3 separate regions of the Mus musculus genome follow, and regions 1 and 2 are each linked to region 3. A link is a contact called in public HiChIP or PLAC-seq data. All regions are on one chromosome and are shown on one strand. The core of a region is the stretch at or near the end of the contact, and the rest is flanking DNA. Distances in the headings are between cores, read along the strand shown. Region 1 holds the start of Slc16a13 (solute carrier family 16 (monocarboxylic acid transporters), member 13). Region 2 has its middle 22 kb from the start of Slc16a11. Region 3 has its middle 15 kb from the start of Mgl2.

Region 1 (4,204 bases), core at 1,064-3,563, 110 kb after region 3:
TTCAGGAAGCACGGAGAAGGCCACTGGGGTCAGGGCTCCTGATGTGAAACCATAGGCCACAGCCAGGACTACCAGGGTTGAGGAAGCCTGAGCAACAGGAAACAGGGCTAGTGACACCCCAGTCAGGGTGGTCCAGAGCATCAGAAGCCTGGCCACAGGCCCTGGGACTGCATCTCCCAGCCAACCAGATGCCACGCGCCCCACGAGGTCAGAAACAGCAGCCACTGAAAGTAGGAAGGCCGCAGGCAGTGGGTCCCAGCCCAGGTCCTGCAGATGGGCCACCAGGTGGACGTATGGAATGAAGAAGCCAGTGTTGATCAGGGTGAGGGCAGCAGTGTATCGGAGGAAGGGACCATGGCGGAGGAGAGAGGTGATCTGGGCCCCAGGGCCACCCACAGCAGCGTCTTCAGTCAGGGAGAGTGGGCGGAGGAGAGCACCACAGGCCATCAGGTGTAGTGAGAGGGCAGACACTAGCAAGAGGGCCCCTCTCCAGGCATAGTTGTTGATCAGCCACTGGAAGAGGGGGGCAAATGCAAAAGAGGAGATGCCCACTCCAGTCAGGGCCAGCCCCATGGCCAGAGATCGACGCTGAGAGAAGTAACGGGAAAGGCAGGCCATGGTCGGAGTGAAGGTCAGGGCCCAGCCAGAGCCTGTCAAAAGGAGAACAAGGCGGGAGGCTGTGGGCTTTGGAGGTGCTCAGAACACCCAGTAATCCCAGCACAACCTTGGAGCAGACTAGCCCCTGCTTTGCACGCCCACAGACCTGGGTGTTCACAGTGCTGGGTTTTAACACTTTCTAGCTGTGTGACTTTGTGTGTTCTGCTTACTCTCCCAGGCTCAACCACCTCATCTGCAAAATGGGGTTAACACACCTTATAACAGTGGGTCCTGACCTTCCTAATGTTTTGACTCTTCAATACATGTTGTGGTGACCCTCCTCCCCCAAACCAGAAGATTATTTTCATTACTACTTCCTAACTGTATTTTTTCTACTGTTACGAATCGTAATGAAAATATCTGAAGTCAGAGCATCTGCTATGTGACCACCCCCCCCCCCCATGAAAGAATTGAGCAACTCTCCCAACGGGATCGCTACCTACGTGTTGAGAACCGCTGCTCTATGGGATCTGGGAAGACAAAAGATAGTGTTCCTAAAGTACCTAACACAGAACTTTGGAATAAGAGCCCCATCTCTACTGTTTTTGGCTACATTAATCTTCCATTGCCCGGGTATGTAAGCATCGAAAGCGTCACTATTAATTTTTTAAGTAAGCAATGATATCTATTTCGGTCTCTACCTAGCGCAATCTTAATAACAACCTCCCTTCTACCCTCCAGTCCGATGGGTTTGGGCTTGTGTTTTCTGGATTATCTCTGACTTAGTCATTCAGTTTAAGAATTCCCTTCAGGGCATAGGTTCTCCCTGAGCCTTTTTGGAAAGAGGTGGAAGAAGGTGAAAAACCCAGAAGCTTGAGATACAGGCCTTAGACTTCTGCCCTTGCCCAGGGTCTCACCTGACAGCAGCCCAATACTCAGGTATAGGTGGGTCAAGGAGGTAGCAAATGAAGCAAGCAGCATCCCCAGCGCAGCCAAGATGCCCCCAGTCATCACCACAGGCCTGGGCCCCAGCTTCGTGCTCAGGGCACTGCCTATTGGGCCTAGGGAATTGGAATGGGTTCTGCGAGGTGGTCTCCGCCACCCTCCCTCAGCATCCTCCCGACCCTTTCCCCTTTCTGGTCCCCAAATTCCCTCTTTTCTCCGAGGGTGGCAGGCCACCGCACCCGGACGCCGCACTCACTCCCAAACTGCTGCACCGCGATCCCTATGGAAGCGATCCAGGAGACTCTGGCTGCCTGCTCCTCAAACGCCGCCACAAATTCCACGAAGAAGACACCGAAGGAACGGAGTACCCCAAACACGAGCGCCGACTGGAAGAACGCTGAGAGCACCACCATCCATCCCCAGCCCCCGTCGGGGGGCTCAGCCCTGCGCACCATTCCGAAAGGAACAAAGGGGCAACTCCTAAGAGCCCCTGCCTGATCTGGGCTTTAAATCGCTCACTTTGGCCCTCCCACCTACCCTGCAGGACGCTCAGCGCTAAGCTGGGGCTGGTAGCTAGGAAGTTACTGATAAAGCATGTGGCGCCTGCGCCTTTCCCCAAGAGGAAGGAGGCCCTATAAACCGGGACCTGCCACCGACACAGGGCCGGGTTAGACCGCAGCTGAGATCCAGACTCCAGCCAGATGATTTCTTTAGTGGTCAGAAAATAAAACCAGGTTCGGGCCACAACCCTAACGAGAGGTAGTCTGGTTGTGGATTATGTTATCTTTGAGGATTTAACACCTGCCTAAGTGGGCCAACATCCAACACTTGGTTCGCCAATTAGGATGCAGGTCTCCAGAGCAGGGGGTGGATCTGGAGGGGCTGGGCGGGGTTTACAGCATTGTTCAGGACCTGCAGTGAGAGAGGGGCGCATGCGTAGGGAGGGGCATGAGGAAGATAGGTCCCACGTGACAAGGGACCTAACCCTGAGGGTTCTGCGGTTCTGCAATCACATTTCCAGACTTGCATCAAAGGGCTGGTTGTGGATAAACTGGTCCTGGCCAGGCAGAAACTCACTTGCTTAGTGAGGGATCCAAAAATTGCCATGCAGCGTGGGTATGAAGGGACAGGTTATGAGGTAAGAGTCAAACTGACAGAGCACCTGGGACGACTAGAAAAGCCCTGAAAATTCTAGACGGCTGAGCCGAGGGCGGCGGAGGAAGAGGGAAGACAGGAACGCGCAGACTGTGATCCTAGCTGCTCGGGAGGCAGAGGCAAGCTCATGGTCAACGTGGGCAATTTAGCTAGACTCCGTCTCAATTTTGTTTTTCTTTGTGTTTTTGTTTTTTACATAATTAAAAGGGGGGTTACAGGACCCATTGAACTGGTCCTGGTTCAATTCCCAGTATTGCTGTTATAAAGCGGGGAGGCGGGGAACGAGGACCGGTGACGACCCGGAGTCCTGGCATTCGTTTCTGTAATGAGAATTATTTTCCTGCCGTTTCCGACCCCACTAGCAGGAAACTAGCAGGTCACTGAGACCAAAAATAACTGAGAAGAGGAAGGGCGGCTGTCACACCACCAGAGTCCCCCATTACCACCTACTTTTTCCTCAGCAGTGCTGGAAGCTTTCTCTTAGCCTTCTAGTACTGGCCACTTCCTAACCAGTTGTTTTGTTTTTTATCTTATGCTGAACACCTTGAGAGAGGCAAGCTATGACCCTGGTCTCTGGAGCAGTCAGCCTCTTATCTAACCAGAGCTCTAGAGGCACTGCCCCCTCACCTCCTGAGAGCAAAGACTTGGGCTTTTCTTTTATGGTACCTCAGGCTCCCCAGGACTCTGACCTTTGAAACCTTGGGCTGGGAATTCATATGCAGAACAATGGGGAAAGAGGCAAACGAGAGGGGGATGGTATAAGAAGTTATGCTTTTAAGAAATCACACTGTAGGGGCTGGAGGGATGGCTCAGCAGTTAAGAGCACTTGCTGTTGTTCTTTCAGAGGAACAAGGTTCAGGTCTTGTCAGCTCCCGCACTGTTCCAGGGGATCTGACACCTTCTTCTGGCCTCCACAGGCATGTACCCATCTGGGTCACTTAAATACATGTAGGCAAAACACTACACATAAGGCCTGTCTGCAACCCCAGCTATTGAGACCGGGCTAAGAGGGTAGCAAGCTTAAGGCATGCTGGGACTTCAGACTGAGGTAAAGGCTAATCTGGGCAATTTAGTGAGATCCGATCTTAAGGAACTTGGCTGTGTTGGCATGTTCCTGTTACTCTGGTGCTTAGGAGGCAGAGTCGAGTTTGAAACCAGCCTGAGCTACATACAAGACTGCCTCAGAAGCCCAAAGAGGGGCTAGAGCGATGGCAGAGCAGGCGAAGCAGAGCTGATGCCTCGAGTTCAATCCCTGAAACTCCCTGGAGAGTGGAGAGTGACTTCATAGAGTTGTCCTCTCACCTCCACACGTACACACGCCACACATGCATGCACAGCAATAAATTAGGTAATTAGATATATACAATGAAAAGCTCCCGCTGGTCATGGTGGCACACACCTTTAATCCCAGCACTCGGGAGGCAGAGGCAGGTGGATTTCTGAGTTCAAGACCAGCCTGGTCTACAAAGTGAGTTCCAGGACAGCCAGGGCTACACAGAGAAACCCT
Region 2 (4,240 bases), core at 1,202-3,701, 77 kb after region 3:
GTGGGCGTTAGAAAAGAGCAAGCCTGACCTTTGCATCTCTCTGGTTTCCTGTATCGTCACCACGTGATTGCTCTCGCACGCGATCACACCACCCTGCGCTCATCTGTCACGGATCCTTCTGGAAAACGCAGCCAGTAGCAGCCCTTTGCCCTTCAGCCTCTAAAGCCATGAGCTAAGTAGGACTCTTGAATTTATAAAATTCCCTGGCTCATATACCTTTTAAAGCAAAAGAAAATGGATGGATTCACTCTCTCTTTAGAACACTAAGGGATAGCTACAACCATTAACATCAGCCGAGTCTAAAGAGTACACACATACCCTAAACATACCTAAGCATGGAGAACTGAAACTAAGAATGGAGAGAGAATGTTTCAGAAAGTCACATAGGACACATATAAACTAAGTAGCTTTTAACCTTGGTTAAAAAAAAATTGTAATCATATCTGTTGCAAAAAATCAAAACCCCCTAAAACCCATTGTTTCTTTGTATCAGCAAAGCTCAGCAAAGAGGCTGAGCTCTCCTCCTCTTTTTCTTCCTTCCTTCTTTCCTTCCTTCCTTCCTTCCTTCCTTCCTTCCTTCCTTCCTTCCTTCCTTCCTTCCTTTTTCTTTTCAAGACAGGGTTTCTTTGTGCAGCCCTGGCTATCCTGGAACTCACTCTGTAGACCAGGCTGTCCTTGAACTCAGAAATCTGCCTGCCTCTGCCTACCAAGTGCTGGGATTAAAGGCGTGCGCCACCATGCCCCGAGCTCTCCTCCTCTTGAGGCTCTGCTGACTGCAATGAGACCACAAGAACAGAAGTGATCTCTTTGCCCTTTGGCTACCTCTGTTCATCTCAAAAACATTTCCTGTTCCGCCTCACTGCTATGGAGTCCACACTGAGGTCTTAATCCAATTCTCAGTATAGGTTGGAATCCTTCCCTTTTGTTTTCGCTGTCCTCTGCCACCACACACACAGCAGGATTTTCCTTTTCTTAATTATTTAATTTTGTGCACCTGAACATTTTGCCTGTAGGTGTGTGTACTGTGTGCATGCCGGTGACTGCGGAGATCAGAAATCCCTGGAACTGAGGTTGCAATGAGCCTTCATGTAGATTCTGGGAATTAGATCTGGGTCTTCTGCAAGAGCAGCAAGGGCTCTAAACCACGGAGCCATCTCTCTTCTTTAAAGGTCATGTCATGTCCATCACTCTTACCAAAGTCAGAGGGAAAGCCAGGCATGGTGGTGGTGCACTTCTTTAATCCCAGCTCTCAGGAGGCAGAGGCAAGAGGATCTCTGAATTAGAGGCCAGCTTGGTCTATATTATGAGCTCCAGGACAGCCAGGACTACATAAAGAGACCCCATCTCAGGAAAAAAAAAAGGGGGGGGGTGGCAAAGAAAAATTACGTTTCATACAGTCTGAGTTTTCCTATTTGATGCTCACACTAGCTTCCGTGCCTGGAGTTGGAAGCCGGTTCTCCCGACTTTGTAACAGCCAGACCATGCCTTTTATGAATGTCAGCATAGGAAGCAATGAGTCACACTCTGGATCTTCCATTTAGAACCAGAGGAGGCCCCACTCCTCTAAGCAGAAGTGATCCACTGCACGCATGCTCACAGCCCTCTCCTTGGCTACCATGGGCATGTGGCCCCACTAGTCCACCAGAGCGAGCCTGCTCACCTTTTTGACAATGACCTCTAGCTCACATTTTCAAGTTTTATTCTATTTACTTATATAATGTGTTTATTTTTATTCTCTCTAAAATTCAAGTCACTAAATTCCACGTGGGCCTCATTCTGCCACTTCTTATTGCTGATTTGTCTTGCCTAGTCTTGTGTGTGTTGTGTGTGTGTGTGTATGGAGAGACAGAGAGAGAGAGTCAGAGACAGAGACACAGAGACAGAGACACAGAGAGAGCATTGTGCGTTTCTGAGCTGTAAACGCTTGGTTCTAGAAATCTGTCTCTTTAAAAGTTGTCAAGAAAGCTTTGATGGAATCTTCCTCCAGAGAGGGCTCATGCTTGCTTCAGCCGGTGCCTGGGACCTGTCCAATCTGGCAGGACCTTACTATAGATGCTCTGCCATGGGTATCTGGGATCTCAGATGTGTCAGATGGGTGGGCCCTGATCTGATTTGGAGTGGGCATTTCCAGTTATGTAGTCACTGCTGTTGCTGCTGCTGCTGCTGTTGCTGTTTTTTGAGATAGTTTCTCTATGTTACCCTGGCTGGCCTGGAACTTATGTGGACCCAGGTGGCCTCAAATTCACTGAGATCCACCTACCACTCCGTCTCCCAAGCGCTGGGGTTAAAGCACGTGTCTCCACACCCGGCACTAGTTCTGAATTTTTATGATATGGCTTGTCTTTCTCTGCCCAGTGGTGGGGATAAGGCAAACAGGTTTCTTTTGCCCACTCTGTAGTCATTTCTGAACTTTCTATCATCAGCCAGCCTCCATCTTGTCTTTCATAAGCCACATGGGAATGCCCTTGGCTCCACTGTGTTCGTGGGCTCTTATGCCCCAGCCTCTGTGGCTTGTGATTCATGCTTTAGACAAAAAAAAAAAAAAAAAAAAAAAAAAAAATCCCACTGCTTTCTTTATAGCTGAGTTGCTAACTTAAACGGCACTTTTCTTTCTTTTTAACCTACCTTAGGTAGTTCTGCAGTAGGAGGGTTCCAAGAAAGTTAGTTGTCCTGTTGTTAGCATAGGGAATTAAAGGTACTGTTTTACGCGTACAGGGCTTGTATTCAGCCATCTTGTAAAATTTTATTAATTCTGCTATTTTATACTATATATATATATATATATATATAGATTAGTTTATGTACCTTATATTTTTATATTTCCTAGGTGTGTAGTCTATAATTATGTATTTTTATACTTACTAGAATTTCTAGAAATTGTTGATGAATAGAAGGTATGTGGAGCATCGTGCTTATTTTTTATTTAAGTTCAGTAGATTTGGTAATTTCTTCTTTTTAAGGAAATTACCTCTATTGATTTAACAAATTTCCTAATAGACCTAGTTTAGTTAGTTCTATTCTTTCTTACTAAAAAATTTCCTTAAAAATTCATTATTTTATTTTATGCGTGTGTCTTGCCTGCATGTATATCTATGGATCACACATGTGTAGTGCCCATGGAGGCAGACGAGGCCGCAGATCCCCTGGCACTGAGCTGGAGTTACAGATGATTATGAGCTGTGAGGTGGGTGCTGGGACTGAACTTGTGTCCTTCCCAAGAGCAACCAGCAGTCTTAGCCACTGCATTCTCTCTCCAGCCCCTTGTTCTTTTAATCAGACCATGGCTGCTGAAACCCATTCAGCACCTCAGAATTTATTGGTTTGGCGCTACATCTAATTTTAAAACAAGTCTTGCTGTTTATCCTTCAACTCCGGTCCTAACTATCAAGGCTGAAGCTGAGGGTACTGGAGGGGGAACCCCAAGGATGACCAGTGTTAATATGATGAAGGATTCTGAGTTGCTGGTTAAGGAATTAGGACTCTGTACTAAGGGCAGAACTGACTACTGAAAAACTCACTTTGTGGCAGTAAAGAGTTTGGACTGTAGAGTCCGGCTGGAGGCCAAGAGACCATTGGGAATGTGGCTGTTGTTGTCTAGGCCAGGAAGAGACACATTATGGTTGCTACATTGTTGCCCATTTCCTGCCTCTGAGGTCAGGTTCTTCCTAATACAACAGTTACTTAAGACTCTGGATGTGTGTGTGTCGGGAGAGGGCAGAGTTGGTCATTTATTATCAGAGAAAACAAATCACGTTAATAATAACAAAAGTCCAGGCATGGTGCCACCTGCTTTTGATCTATCACTGAAAAGCCAGAGGCAGATGGATCTGAGTTCCAGACCAGTCAGGCAAGGAAACAGACGGCCAGGAATGTGCTCTTCTCAGGCCGTCTTTCTTTTCAGCTTCTCTGTGTGTCCTTTCAGGTCCCAGTGGGCAGTTCATACGTGACTCAGCCAAAGTCTGTCTGTCTGTCTGTCTGTCTCTCTTTTATGCAACATGATCCACAATGTTTTCATTCTTACCATCAGTCCCTTAAGTATTTAGGGATCCACCCTACTCCATAACTCCGTACAGTTATGAACTTCAGATGAGGCTGTCTCTGTTTCAGTCCCAGAGCTAGGGCCTGACAGGAACCCCAGCTGTTCTCATCAACCCAGTCCCTGGCGGGTTTAAGCATAGAGATGTGGTAAATTCCTGGCCCTGAGCCAAGGGATACCGGCTGGGAAGGAAGGTATCTTTAC
Region 3 (4,221 bases), core at 363-2,862:
TATGTCAACTCGACACAAACTGGAGTTATCACAGAGAAAGGAGCCTCCCTTGAGGAAATGCCTCCATACGATCCAGCTACAAGGCATTTTCTCATTTCGTGATCAAGGTGGGAGGGCCCATTGTGGGTGGTGCCATCCCTGGGCTGGTGGTCATGAGTTCTATAAGAAAGCAAACTGAGCAAGCCAGGGGAAACAAACCAGTAAGAAACATCCCTCTATGGCCTCTGCATCAGCTCCTGCTTCCTGACCTATTTGAGTTCCAGTCCTGACATCCTTTAGTGATGAACAGCAGTATGGAAGTGTAAGCTGAATAAACCTTTTCCTCCCCAACTTGCTTCTTGGTCATGATGTTTTGTGCAGGAATAGAAACCCTGACTAAGACAGTGGTTGTCCTAGGAAGAGGTAAAAGCAAGTACCCCCTGGTGGAGATAATTTCTAGAGAGTTCTTACATATTGTGGGGTAGCCGCCCACTTTTTCCCCCATGGGAAAGGGAAATGCTTTTTCATACCTTCCCTAGCTAGATGGTGGCGCCCCGAAGGACACCTGTGCAGAGACGGCTGTCTGCATGGAGTAAGTCAGGCCTCTCCCCAGAAGGCCTCATGGGAGCCAAGGTGACAATACTGTTGAGGTGCCACAGACTGCCGAGGCTTCAGTGGAACAAGAAATATTTTGTCTTTCTGTTTCTGTTTTGTTTTGAAGCAGGGTCTCACTCTATGGCCTGGGATGGCTTTGAACTTGCACTAAGTTTCATGCCTCAGCCTCTTTGGTGCTGAGATCATAGGCAGTTGCCAGCAGCCCTGCCTCTTAAGGTAAGGCTGTGGTTATGCCTTGGGGTTTTCGTGGTAGCCATAAGGAAAGAGACTCATTTCTGTTTCTTGTCGGGAAAATCTGAAAGCAAATGCCTGGGCAATTGCCTGCCCCACGCACTGGCTGATCAGGCTGCTCTTGGCTGCCTTACAGGGCAAGGATGTCAGAGAACAAGAACTTGGGAGGCTGGAAGCCACATCTCCAATGATTGCCGTCTAGGTAGATTGTCAGAGAGGACTGCAATCAGGGCCAGAGCAAGGTGAACCACCTTCACGCGGCAGAAGAGCCCACAGGTGCTTCGAGAAACGTCTGCAAAGCCTTTTAAAGTTCTGGTTCTGGATGCTTGCTGGGACGGACACTGGCCTCATGTCCTTGGGTCCATGTCTCCTTTGTCCTTGAGGCTCAGTGAGGAGAACAGGAAAAGATGGAAGGGAGAGAGGAACTGTTATCTGACCACCGACCCCTTGCCTTCTGAAACATTCTGGGATGATGACCTTTGAGAGTGACTCATTACGGTGTGCTCTGTGGACTGGCTGTTACGGGTGGGGAGAGGCAGGATGAAGGAAGGGAGGAAGGTCAAGAAAGGTCAAGGGAAGCCGACTGTAAGGTAAGAATTCTGGAGAAAGTGATTCATTAGGAAGTGTTTGTAGGCAATTTCGAACCAAGTGTCACATGGTGATAAGAATGATGAGAACACAGACCACGCTCTGGAGCACTTCCAATTAAGCAGAGGGCACCACACCCATTAGCCTTTGGCTAGCAGCTGTGGTTGGCAAGAGCATAAAATCCTAAGCTAACTTCTGCTCTCTGTGCTCAGATGACGTAGGAGGACAATCAGTCCTCTGTTGAAGAGGCATGGATGCTGGCTGTGAATGAAACCCTGGTGTTGGAGAGATGGCTCAGTGCTGAAGGGTATGAGGACCAGAGTTCATTCCCCAGCCTCCATCTCAGACAGCTCACAAACGCCCAGCTCCAGTGGCCCCGATGCCTCCGGCCTCCCCAGGGAACCTGTACTCACATGCTGCTCACCTCTGAGTACACATAACTGGAAATAGTAAAAAATAAAAAAAAATTAAATTCTACTCAGACCCCACTGTGCATGGAGTGAAAGGATAGGAGGAGTCTGAGCAAAGTCCTTTCTTACCCTGTGAGCTACGGCTCCATCCGTGGTGGAGCCCAACCAAGTTTGTACAAAGCTTTGCTGGGATGTGAGATAGGAAAATCAGCTTTCGGGCTGGAGGGATGGCTCAGCACTTAAGAGCACAAGTTGTTCTTGCAGAAGGCCCGGCCTCAGTTCCCAGCATCCACACAGTGGCTCACAACTGCCTGTGACTCCAGTGCCAAGAGATGGGATGCTCTCTTCTCCCCACAGGCATCTGGCACACGCATGGTGTACAGATACATATGCAGGCAAAACAGTCATACACAGAAAGATAAAAGTATCTTTATTTAAAAAAAATTTTTTTTTAAGTTTGGCTTTAGTCTTAGCTGGACTTCTGAGATCCTGGAATTAAGATTAACCATTGTTGTTGCTCAATATATATGAAAGACACACGTATCAAGTTTACTGGCATGGGTGTGAGTGACAGGTGTGTGAGATGTGGGATCAGAGCAGCCTCCAGTAAGAAACTCTCCTGCCCTGGGCCAGAGCTATCATGGGCCCCGTGGAGCCCTGTCTGTTCAGACCACAGTTTTAGGCTGTGTTAAGTTCAAGTTGGGATACCCTAGAGGCAGACAGTGGTATGCTCACGACAGTTAGTGGTACTTCCAGTTATGGTATTCTCCTCCAGTAACCTCTTGCACTGAGTTTTCAGACTCCTCCCAATATGGAAGTGTGTGCATCAGTCAGGCTTTATAGTTATAGTCTACGCTGGTTAATGTTTATTGTCAGCCTGACACAATCTAGCATCACTTGGATAGAGAAAACATCAGTTGAGGAACTTCCCAGGTCAGACTGGCTTGTGGCCATGTCTTGATTGATGACTGATGTGCGAGGGCTCAGCCTACTGTGGGTGGCACCATCCCTACGCAGGTGGGTCTGTTAATAAGAAAGGTAGAGGAGGGGCTGGGGAGAGGGCTCAGTGGTAAAGAGTGTTGGCTGTGCTTCTAGACATTCAATTCCCAGAACCCACATAGTAGCCCAGCACCAGGGGATCCCGCACCCTTTTCTGGTCTCCTTGGGTACTTCACACAAGTGTTGGGCATACACACATGCAGGCAAACCATCCATGCACATAAAATAAAAATAAATAAATCTAAGGAAGGGAGGGAGGGAGGGAGGGAGCTAGATGAACAGGAGCCAGTGGCTGAATGAAGCAGTAACTGCACCCTTCCATGGATTCTTGCTTATATCGCCTTCAGTGATGGACTGTGACCAGAAGCTAAGCAAACCCTTTCCTCCCAGGTTGCTTTTGGCCAGAGGGTTTTATTACAGCAACAGGAAGCAAACCAGGACATACTAGATTGGAGAGAAATAGTGGGATGCGTTTATTCCATTTCACCTGGAACTTGAAGCCCTTGAGTTTGAAGACCTAAAATAAAAAAATGTTGTGTGTTTAAAGTAGAAGTATAGGCCAACCACTGTAAATGAGTCAATAAAGATGTGTAAAAAGTTCATGTGTTTTAAAATTAAGCAATAAATTTAAAATTAAAATATAAGCCCCAGGGGCTGGGGGGGGGGGGGAGTTTAGAGCAATGACTGCTCTTGCAGAGGACCTGGGTTTGATTCCCAGCACCTACATGGTGGCTCACAGCCATCCATAACTCCAGTTTCATGGAACCCAAAGCCACTGATCTCTGCAATTACCAGAATTACATATATGCAGGAAAACCATTTATATACATACATAAAAAACTCTAAAAAATAAATAAAATAACTATAAGATTCAAATAAGTTGTCACAATATAAATTAGACAATTTTTTTGAACTGGGTGAAAATGAGAGTATGAGCCATCAAGATGGATTTTGCAGCATTCAATGCTTTAATAATTGCTGTTTGGAGTTGTAAAGACTTTCTTCTAAATCACCCCTCGGACACTGAAAGCCGTAAATAGAAAAGTCCTTTACATAGAAAGGCTTTGCATTCACATGTAAGCTCCCCGCTCACACCTTCTGATTTATCTAAAGTCACTGCTTTAATTACCTTAATACCGAAGGCAACCCAAGAGCCCATGCATAGCTGTTATCTTCATTTTAGGGAATGATATGAACACGGTCAGCACATTCACTGAGATGCAAGTTCTTCCCCATACATTTTCAGCATGGCTCTTGCAGAAGACCTGGGTTTGATTCCCAGCACCTACATGGTGGCTCACAACCACATAATGGTAGCTCATTTTACAGCGGATCTGCCGCTGTAAAATCCGCAGATGGGGAGCGCCCACTGTAACTAGGAAAGAAACACCAAAAGTCA

The links. HiChIP or PLAC-seq counts read pairs in DNA pulled down with a chosen protein or histone mark.
Region 1: a contact with region 3 is called in a BATF HiChIP or PLAC-seq map of CD8 T cells, with 12 read pairs. The contact joins the promoter of Slc16a13 here to the enhancer-like site in region 3. A contact is called at or near these places in 12 of 39 promoter capture datasets (the C10 cell line, the HPC-7 cell line, HPC-7-derived erythroid cells and 8 more), 2 of 15 datasets of contacts at CTCF or cohesin (CD8 T cells and the NIH/3T3 cell line), 2 of 484 Hi-C or Micro-C datasets (both in bone marrow-derived macrophages), 4 of 115 datasets of contacts at active chromatin or transcription factors (CD8 T cells, bone marrow-derived macrophages, craniofacial prominence and 1 more) and 3 of 9 other capture datasets (adipose tissue, liver and pancreatic islet).
Region 2: a contact with region 3 is called in a BATF HiChIP or PLAC-seq map of CD8 T cells, with 21 read pairs. The contact joins two enhancer-like sites. A contact is called at or near these places in 9 of 39 promoter capture datasets (the HPC-7 cell line, HPC-7-derived erythroid cells, embryonic stem cells and 5 more), 2 of 15 datasets of contacts at CTCF or cohesin (CD8 T cells and the NIH/3T3 cell line), 3 of 484 Hi-C or Micro-C datasets (bone marrow-derived macrophages and macrophages), 4 of 115 datasets of contacts at active chromatin or transcription factors (CD8 T cells, the NIH/3T3 cell line, embryonic fibroblasts and 1 more) and 3 of 9 other capture datasets (adipose tissue, embryonic stem cells and pancreatic islet).

The regions. Positions count from the first base shown.
Region 1 is chr11:70,218,681-70,222,884 of GRCm38.p6, forward strand. Slc16a13 (solute carrier family 16 (monocarboxylic acid transporters), member 13) reads right to left here and starts at 2,314. Exons shown (of 4, transcript NM_172371.3): 1 at 1,799-2,314; 2 at 1,515-1,658; 3 at 1-650. The coding sequence starts at 1,997.
Region 2 is chr11:70,189,865-70,194,104 of GRCm38.p6, forward strand. No RefSeq gene overlaps it. Among named protein-coding and RNA genes, the nearest start is that of Slc16a11, 22 kb to the right of the region's middle. Within about 2 kb of position 2,452, at least 50 of the 459 cell types and tissues checked have an H3K27ac peak or open chromatin away from gene starts, as enhancers often do. A contact at or near this core is called in CD8 T cells and bone marrow-derived macrophages, where this site is marked.
Region 3 is chr11:70,113,214-70,117,434 of GRCm38.p6, forward strand. No RefSeq gene overlaps it. Among named protein-coding and RNA genes, the nearest start is that of Mgl2, 15 kb to the right of the region's middle. Within about 2 kb of position 1,613, at least 37 of the 459 cell types and tissues checked have an H3K27ac peak or open chromatin away from gene starts, as enhancers often do. A contact at or near this core is called in CD8 T cells, adipose tissue and bone marrow-derived macrophages, where this site is marked.